2 separate regions of the Sus scrofa genome follow, and region 1 is linked to region 2. Evidence: chromatin contacts called from public HiChIP or PLAC-seq data. All regions are on one chromosome and are shown on one strand. The core of a region is the stretch at or near the end of the contact, and the rest is flanking DNA. Distances in the headings are between cores, read along the strand shown.

Evidence for each region. HiChIP or PLAC-seq counts read pairs in DNA pulled down with a chosen protein or histone mark.
Region 1: an H3K27ac HiChIP or PLAC-seq map of alveolar macrophages shows a contact between it and region 2. The contact joins two enhancer-like sites. A contact is called at or near these places in 3 of 47 Hi-C or Micro-C datasets (embryonic fibroblasts, epiblast stem cells and retroperitoneal adipose tissue) and 1 of 2 datasets of contacts at active chromatin or transcription factors (alveolar macrophages).

The regions. Positions count from the first base shown.
Region 1 is chr6:166,581,852-166,586,665 of Sscrofa11.1, reverse strand. C6H1orf228 reads left to right here. Exons shown (of 18, transcript XM_021096783.1): 15 at 4,563-4,640. Among named protein-coding and RNA genes, the nearest start is that of KIF2C, 6.4 kb to the right of the region's middle. Within about 2 kb of position 2,790, at least 11 of the 83 cell types and tissues checked have an H3K27ac peak or open chromatin away from gene starts, as enhancers often do. A contact at or near this core is called in alveolar macrophages, where this site is marked.
Region 2 is chr6:166,284,319-166,288,954 of Sscrofa11.1, reverse strand. All of the region lies in intron 4 of ZSWIM5 (zinc finger SWIM domain-containing protein 5), which reads right to left. Among named protein-coding and RNA genes, the nearest start is that of UROD, 44 kb to the left of the region's middle. Within about 2 kb of position 1,379, at least 10 of the 83 cell types and tissues checked have an H3K27ac peak or open chromatin away from gene starts, as enhancers often do. A contact at or near this core is called in alveolar macrophages, where this site is marked.

The DNA.
Region 1 (4,814 bases), core at 1,541-4,040, 300 kb before region 2:
CATCTGTTCTGCGAAGAAGTTCAGTCTGTCCGTTTTTCAGATTCCACATGTCAGTGAAAGCATTGGATGTTGCTGTCTCATTGTATGGCTGACTTCACTTAGCATGGTAGTTTCTAGGTCCATCCATGTTGCTAAGAATGCTGGTATTTTGTTCTTTTTAATGGCTGAGTAATATTCCATTGTGCATATGTACCACTTCTTGATCTCTCTTCTGTCGATGGACATTTAGGTTGTTTCCATGTTTTGGCTGTTGCAAATAGTGCTGCAATGAACATCGGAGTACATGTGTCTTTTTCGAGTCATGGTTTTCTCTGGATAGATGCCCAGGAGTGGGATTGCTGGATCAAATATTAGTTCTATTTTTATTCTTTATTTTTTTGGTAAAATGTACTCTTATGCAACAGTTGGAAATAGTGTATTAGAAATCATATTGCATCAAAAATATGTTTAATGACAAAAATGAGAGGCATGGAACAATATCATTAACACAACTTTGTGTGTGTGTGCGTGTGTGTTTTAGGGCTGCACCAACAGCTTATGGAAGTTCCCAGGCTATGGGTCAAATCAGAGCTGCAGCTGCCGGCCTACACCACAGCCACAGCAACGCCAGATCCAAGCCACATCTGACACCTATGCCATAGCTCACAGCAAGGCCAGATTCTTAACCCACTAAGCAAGGCTAGGGATCAAACCCACATCCTCCTGGATACTAGTCAGGTTCTTCACCCACTGAGCCACAATGGGAACTCCTCACCCTGTTTTTTTGTTTTTGTTTTTTGTCTTTTTAGGGCCATACCCATAGCATATGGAGGTTCCCAGGCTAGGGGTCTAATCGGAGCTGTAGCCACTGGCCTACGACAGAGCCACAGCAACGAGGGATCTGAGCCTTGTCTGTAACCTACACCATAGCTCATGGCAACGATGATTCTTAACCCCCTGAGCAAGGACCGGGATTGAACCTGCAACCTCATTGTTCCTAGTCGGATTCGTTCACCACTGCACCACGACGGGAACTCCTAACGGGGCCTTCTTAATCTCCCAGGCGATGTCCTCTCTGTTTACTCTGTATTCTCCTATTTATACAGATACTCGTGAACCTTATTTCTCCATGTAAATATTAAAATAACTTTATGAAGTGTCTTAAAAGATTCAGCTGGAATTTTGATGGAAATTGCATTCAAATGTTGGATATATCTAGAGAGAAATAACATCTTTACCACATTACTATCCATTAATATATATTTTATTCCATTCAATGATCTCTTTAAGTCCTTAAGAGTCTACTTTTTTTTCTCTCTCTCTATAAAGGTCATTTTTAAGGCTGGTTTCTAGGTATTTTATAGTTTTGTTGTTATTATGAATAGTATCTTACTTTTACTATTACCCAGCTGGATAATGATAGTGGAGAGGCATATTCATGCGTATGATGCCACTTAGAGCAACCTTGCAGAACTCTTTTAGTTTATTTATATATTGGTATTGATTCTCATGGCTTTTTCTTTTTTTGTTTGTTTGTTTTTGTCTTTTGTCCTTTTAGGGCTGCATGTGTGGCATATGGAGGTTCCCAGGCTAGGGGTCTAATCGGAGCTGTTGCTTCTGGTCTACACCACAGCCACAGCAACGCCAGATCCGAGCCGCCTCTGTGACCTGCACCACAGCTCACAGCAATTGCCTAACTTGCTCTATTCAAGTTTACTTATTTTTTCTTGTGCCAGTTGGACAATTTACATTATTTTTAATTTATTTGGCTGAGACTTGCAACATCTTGATATGGACCTCAGTTTCCAAACCAAGGATTGAACATAAGCCACAGCAGTGAAAGGCTGAGTCTTAACCACTAGACCACCAGAGAACTCCCTATTAAAACTTTTTTTTTCCTTTTTCAGATGCACCTGTAGCATATGTAAGCTCCCAGGCCAGGGGTTGAATCCAAGCCATATCTTCAACCTAGGCCACAGTTGCGGCAATGCTGGATCCTTAACACACTCTGCCACAGTGGGAACCACTAAGACTTTTAAATAACTAGTTTTTGGTGGGGCGTTGTGGGTTATTTTGGCTGTGCCCGGAGCATATGGAAGTTCCCAGGCCAGGGATCAGATCCACATCACAGCAGCAACTCAAGTTGCAGCAGTGACAATGCCAGATCCTTAACCCACTTTGCCACAAGGGAACTCCAATAACTAGTTTTATTTATTTATTTATTTATTCGCTTTTTAGGGCTGCTGCACTTGTGGCACATAGAGGTTCCCGAGCTAGGGTCAAATTGGAGCTGGATCTGCCGGCCACAGCCACAGCCACAGCAATGCCGGATCTGAACCACATCTGTGACCTACACCGCAGCCCATGGCAATGCTGGATGCTTAATCCACTGAGAAAGGCCAAGGACCAAAACCACATCCTTATGGATACTAGTTAGATTCATTACCACTGAGCCACAATGGGAACTCCTAAAATTCTTTTTTAAAATCTCTTTTTCACTGATTTCTGCCTCCCCCCTCCTTATGTTTTTTGAAGCTCCACTTTGTAGCTCTTCTCCAAATTATTGCACAAGGCATCAGTTAGGAATATTTTCAGTTGCTCGTAAGAGAAAACATGAATAAAAGTGGCTTAAATAAACAAGTGGGCTTTTGTTTTGCTTTATTATGGTTTTTATTTACACAACAAGGAGTCTGAATGTAGGTGGTTGCTGGCACGAGTTCAAGTGTTCAGTCACCAAGAACCTTCCTGGTGTCATCCCGCCTTCGTGCTTGGTTGTCCTCAATGCTGGATTTTTTTGATCTGATGACTATCAACCTACCTCGTGATCACAAGACCGCTGTCACGGCTCCAGACAAAACATCCATGTCCAAGACAAGAAAGGGGGAGGAAATATTACAAGCAAAGGATTCTCATGGCATTCCCTTCTCTTAGAACGCAACAGGGGTTCCCATGGTGGCTCAGTGGAAACGAACCTGACGAGCATCCAGGAGGACGCAGGTTTGATCCCTGGCCTCGCTCAGTGGGTTAAGGATCTGGCGTTGCCCTGAGCTGTGGTAAAGGCTGCAGACGCGGCTCGGATCTGACGTAGCTTTGGCTGTGGTGTAGGCCGGTGGCTACAGCTCCAGTTCAACTCCTAGCCTGGGAACCTCCATATGCCGCAGGTGTGGCCCTAAAAAGACAAAAAAAAAAAAAAAAAAGGAAAAGAACATTTTCTGCTCAGGAGCCTCCCAGAACAGTCCTGCTTGTATCTCGTTGGCCAGAACCTGCTTGTATCTCGTTGTGTCACGTGACCAGCTCTGCGGGCTGGGGCGTCTGGGAAAGCCCGCGTTCAGCTTTTCTAGCCTCCGAGGCAGAAGGAAGAAGGGAGCTGGGAGTGGGCTGTGGGGTTAGCCACCAACAGTGTGTCACAGACAGTGAGCTCATCTGTTTTTCAGTCTTCCCTGTTTTCTTTGTCCCTTCCTAATGCCTTTTGGGTGACTGTTCACCCTGAGCTCATTGCTCATCCTCCCATTTGGCTGTAACCATTCTGCTTTCAAGCCATGCAGGGTTTCAACAATTAAATTTTTCATTCCCAGTATTGCCAACTAATTCTTCTTGTTTGTTCCTACCTTAGGTTAACAATATTCTCCCTTTTCTTTTGAGAATATTTATTATACTTATTTATTTTATTTTATTTTTTGTCTTTTTATGGCCACACCCGTGGTATATGGAGGTTCCCAGGCTAGGGGTCTAATCGGAGCTACAGCTGCCAGCCTACGCCACAGCCACAGCAACATGGGATCCTTAACCCACTGAGCAAGGCCAGGGATCGAACCCGCAACCTCATGATTCCTAGTCGGATTCGTTAACCACTGCACCACGACGGGAACTCCCCATTTCTAGATTTAATACCTAACCTACTGCAGTTTCAACCTGCATCAGACATGTAACCTTAATCAACCAGTCTGTAATTTTCTGGTCAGCACCAATGAGGTCATCTGCCACGTGGGCCCTCTTCATTCCCCAGAGAAAGAAGAGGCAATCTGGGTAATAAAATCCTTGCCAGTCTCTTCCCCTGGCAGAAAGGACATGTCCTGGCCTAGAAATAATCCTTTCTTCTCTTTTGCTAATAGCTCCCTTGCTCTACCCCCCTTCCTATAAAAACCTTCCATTTCAGAGTTCCTGTCCTGGCTCAGCAGAAATGAATCTGACCAGCATCCATGACGACACAAGTTCGATCCCTGGCCTCGCTCAGTGGGTTAAGGATCCGGCGGTGCTGGGAGCTGTGGCATAGGCTGGCAGCTGTAGCTCCTTCGACCCCTAGCCTTGGTCTTTCCATATGCCGCGGGGGCAGCCCTAAAAAGCAAAATAAAACTAAATAAATAAAGTGTCCTACATTCTAAATGTGCCTGATTTACTTCTCAAGGTGTCATTCATTTTGTTTCTCCATCCCCTGTATTTCCTGGAAACAGAAAGTCAAATATTTTGCTGCTGCTGTTGTTGCTGGGAAGTTAAATCTAGAAGCTGGACTGGATGTAGATTGCACATTTGGGGCATCGTTATCACTTAGATGATGCTGTGTCCTTCATATTGTATCCTTTCAGGAGACACGTGATGCCAGAGTGCCCCATGACTAGTGATGCCTGGTTACAGCGGTGACTGCCACATTTTTCCATGGAAAGGTATGCTTTCCCTTCCTAAGCTGTTAATGCAATACTCTGGCACATACAAACATCCTGTCCTCAGTAACCTTTCACCTAGCATCCACTGAACCATTTAGTTCATTGGAAACTGAAGTACAGTTCCAGAGGGTTACTTTTTTTACTATTTTTAATTTCAGTGACTATATTAAAAAG
Region 2 (4,636 bases), core at 130-2,629:
CTACAGCCACAGCAACGCTGGATCAGAGCCAAGCCGAGACCAACACCGCAGCTCAGGGCAATGCCAGATCCTTAACCCACTGAGAGAGGCCAGGGATTGAACCCGCATCTTCATGGATGCTAGGCAGGCTTGTTAATCACTGAGCCACGATGAGAACTGCAGCAGGATCTAACTTTAGTCATCAGGAATTCTTATTTCCTAGGCCCTGAAATATTAAAAAGAGGAATCCCTAGAAAGTGAGTACTTTCACTTTAAAGTGAGTTTTCTGGAGTTCCCGTTGTGGCGCAGCAGAAAAGAATCCAACTAGGAACCACAAGGTTGGGAGTGTAGGTTGCAGACACAGCTTGGATCTGGAGTTGCTGTGGCTGTGGTGTAGGCCAGCAGCCATAGCTATGAATATACCCCTAGCCTGGGAACCTCCATATGCCACGGGTGCGGCCCTAAAAAGACAAAAGACGAAATAAATAAAGAAAGTGAGTTTTCTGCTTTATTAAGTCATCATGGATTTGTTTCAAAAACAACTCAGAGGGAGTTCCCGTCGTCGTGGCGCAGTGGTTAACGAATCCGACTAGGAACCATGAGGTTGTGGGTTCGATCCCTGCCCTTGCTCAGTGGGTTAACGATCGGCGTTGCCATGAGCTGTGGTGTAGGTCACAGACGCGGCTCGGATCCCGCGTTGCTGTGGCTCTGGCGTAGGCTGGCAGCTACAGCTCCAATTAGACCCCTGGCCTGGGAACCTCCCATATGCCGCGGGAGCGGCCCAAGAAATAGCAAAAAAAAAAAAAAGACAAAGAAAACAACTCAGAGATTGTTCCATCTTGAAGAAAGAGGCAAGGCGAAAAACCCTACTGGTATCTACATATAACAGCACTCATGAGGAATGCTACAGTATCCAAAAACTATTTTCTACTGACTTAAAAAAAAGTGTCAAAAACTCTAAGCAAATGCAGCTACTATGGAAGTTAAAATTTTACATAATGATAATACATTAAATATAAACATAAAATAATAGCTATAGTTTACTTCTTTTAATGGGCTATGCATTCTATTAAGCACTTTATAGATACTATTCAGTCTTCCAGCTCTGCAGGGCAATAGGGCTTGCCCTGGGTATACAATAGAGCACAGAGGGAACCCAGCATGACTCAGATCTTCTTCTGGAGCAACTAGATACATCTTGCTACCATATACTGAGACAGGGGAAGCGAGGGGAAAATCAGGCTTTGGTGGGAAAATTAAGAGTCTGTGAGGTCATGTTAAGTTTGAAATGTTTCTTAGAAGTGGTGGGAAGCTGGACAGTGAGTCCACTGCTGAGGAGAACGGTCAGGGGTGAGTTTGTGACTCAGCTAGATGGTATTTAAAGCCTTGGGTCTGAATACGCAGACAGGGAAGTGGGTAGAGCAGAATCCTCAGTATTTAGAAGAGGGAGGGGGAGCAGAGGAGCCTGTAAAGCAGCTTGACAGAAAGTAGCCAGAAATGCTGGAGGAAAGCCAAGAGGATACAGGGTGATAGAAGCCCAGAGAGCATGTTTCAAGAAGGGTATGGTCACTTTTACCGAAGACTGCGAAGAGGTCAAATAAGAACAGCTGTGAAGTGACCACTGTATTTAGCGAATATGGAAGTCACTGGTGATTCTGACAAGAGCTCCCTGTCCACAGAGTGGCAGCTATAGCAGTGGAAGCTCAATTGCAGTGGAAAGAGTGACGTCAGACAAGATTTTCAGGAAGGGCTGTTCTTTTTTTTTTTTTTTTTTTTTTTGTCTTTTTGCCTTTTCTAGGACCATTCCCGAGGCATATGGAGGTTCCCAGGCTCGGGGTCTAACCCGAGCTACAGCTGCTGGCCTATGCCACAGCCACAGCCACGCGAGATCTGAGTGGCATCTGCAACCTACACCACAGCTTACGGCAACGCCGGATCCTCAATCCACTGAGCAAGGCCAGGGATCGAACCTACAACCTCATGGTTCTTAGTCGGATTCGTTAACCACTGAGCCATGACGGGAACTCCATCAGGAAGGGTTGTTCTGAAGGGAAGAAGAGAAATGGGGTAGTAATTAGACGGGGATGGAAATATCAAGGCACTTTTCTTTTCTTTTTTTTTGGGAGGGGGGCATGGCTGCTGCATGAGGAAGTTCCCAGGCCAGGAAATGACTCCAAACCACAGAAGTGACAATGCCAAATCCTTATCTGCTAGGCTACCAGGAAACTCCAAAGGCACTTTTTTTTTTTTTTTGAGGTTGAAAATATTAGAGCATATTGGTATGCTGATGAGATTGATCCAGCAATCTCCCTGCTGACAAAGAAATTAATGATGCCAGAGAAAGGAGGAATTATAGGAGCATAATTCTTGAGAAAAGGAAACAGCCCAGGGCCTAGAGAAACTGTGTTAGGATTGGTTTTTTAATGAGAGCAGAGATACTTTATAGATTTTAAAAGAAGAGAAAGCTGTAGTTCCTGCTGTGGCACAGTGAGTTAAGAATCCGACTGCAGCAGCTCAGGTTGCAGTGGAGGCGTGGTGGTTCAATCCCTGGCCTGGCACAGTGGGCTAAAGGGATCTGGCATCGCCACAGCTGCGGCATAGGTCTCAGCTGTGACTAAGATTCAATACCTGGCCTGGGAACTTCCATATGCTGCTAGCGTGGCCATAAAAAGAGAGAGAGATAGAGAGAGAGAGAGAGAGAGAGAGAGAGAGCGCACAAGCTTATGTGTACAGATGGGGGAGATAAGAAAACTTCACGTTTGGACCTAGAGACGGTCATGTCTGATTGCTGCTATTATCTCTGGTTCAGGAAGTGAAAATAGTGAGCCCACGCCTCCGAGTTCCTGCAGCGGAGCAGACTGCATGACCAGTAAGGAGCCCTCGGAGTAGTCAGGGGAAGCAGCAATGTACTTGCTCTTGTGTTGGACCCAATAAAGCTTCCCCTTAGTTTGGTGTTTTAAAAATATGGTGTCTGGAACTGTGGCATCAGCATCTTCAGGGAATTTGGTTGGAAATGCAAACTAACAGGCCCTATTTTCAACCCATGTAATCAGAAACTCTGGAGATAGGGCCCAGGAACATGTTTAAACAAGTACTCCAGGTGATTTTGAGACATTCTGCAGAATGCTGAGTTTCTTGGAAGGGTGATACAGCAATTTCCTAGGTATGAAAATGTCAGAATCAAGAGCTTTTTATAATGAACCTAAGTATATGACAGAGCTTTAAAAGCACTGGGAGCCAGCTCTGCATCCTTCCTCTTACCTACCTTTGCCCCAAAGGCCAAGCCCAAGCCTACAAGTCCATGACTGTTACAGAAATTACTCCCAAGAGATTCAGACCTTAGATGAAACAGACTCTCTGAAGGCTAATTTCAAATTCTTAAGAAACATGCACTTTGGGGGAAAACAGAACACAGGGTGGAACTGAAGGAGATGGTGCAGAAGGATGTGTGATTTGGGGTCAGACAGACTGGGGTTCTGGTGTTAGGAACCACCACTTATTAGTGTGTGTTCTTAAAATACTTTTCTGAGCTCATTTTCTCACCTAAAAATATGGTGCTGCCAATATCCGACCCCTTCTGAGGTAAGCGTCTAGACGCTGTCCCCAAGTGGTCATGTATTGTGTCATGTGACCCTGGTCACAACTCGGTGGACTAGTAACCTCAGACTAACAGTTCAACGTTCCCGTGCTTCGGAAAGTGTGACTGGGTTCCGGCAGAGACCGTCTTCTAAAATTCTTTATTTTATTCTGTACCCAGAGCCGTCTCTGCTCCTTTCAATACACACAGAATTACCTCATGAGTTTGTTATGAGAATTAAATGAAACAATGTGAGTACAGTCTCGAACACAGAGACGGGCAAATCACACTCAGTAATGCAGATATTCATTATTAATGAGAACTCTAACGCCATTAGTGCCCCAGGTGAGATCAAAAAGCCTCAGCACCCAAACCCAAGCCCCACATTCCCCAGCCCCGAAGTAACCAAGCACAGTCTCAGAGTCATTAAGCCTCATTCTCCAAGGCTTTCAGCCCTAAGACTGTAATGTATATGCTTTGGGGGAGTCACTAAAATCCTAAGCTGCAGTTTCTCTCTTGTGCTCTTGCGTATGAGTAGAAAGCTTGCTGTCGCTTTCTGGGGCGGAGGAAGTACGGAGGAGCTTTATTAAAACTTTTAGAGTGTGCCATGTAGGACGTTTCCAGTGTAACCCCAAAGGGGGGCCATGACTGGATGGTGAGTTCAGGGTACAGAGGACTCTGCAACGAGGGAGAGGAGCTGGGGAGGAGCCCTGCAAAACTGGCCTTTGAGCAAGGGAACGATGAAGAGAAACAACGACCAAAGGCCTTAATGCGGAGACTCTGGAACAGAAAGGCCATTCAGGGGGTCTAATTGAATCTGTAAGTCCCAAGGCTCTCGACCAGATCAGGGCGATGGGAAGTAAGAGTGTGGGTGGACACTAAGTGGTATCTGAAGGTCAAGGAATCAAATTAACTTGGTGACTGAATGTAGGGAATGAAAGACGCAGGAATGCTTGACGATAAATTTGGTAGAGTAAGAAACAGTGGTGCCCATGCCAGGCTCAGGGGAACCTTTTTTCCAAGAAGGTTTGATTTCACTTTTGGAGGTCTCAAGTTTGAGGTGATCAGGAGATTTTCATG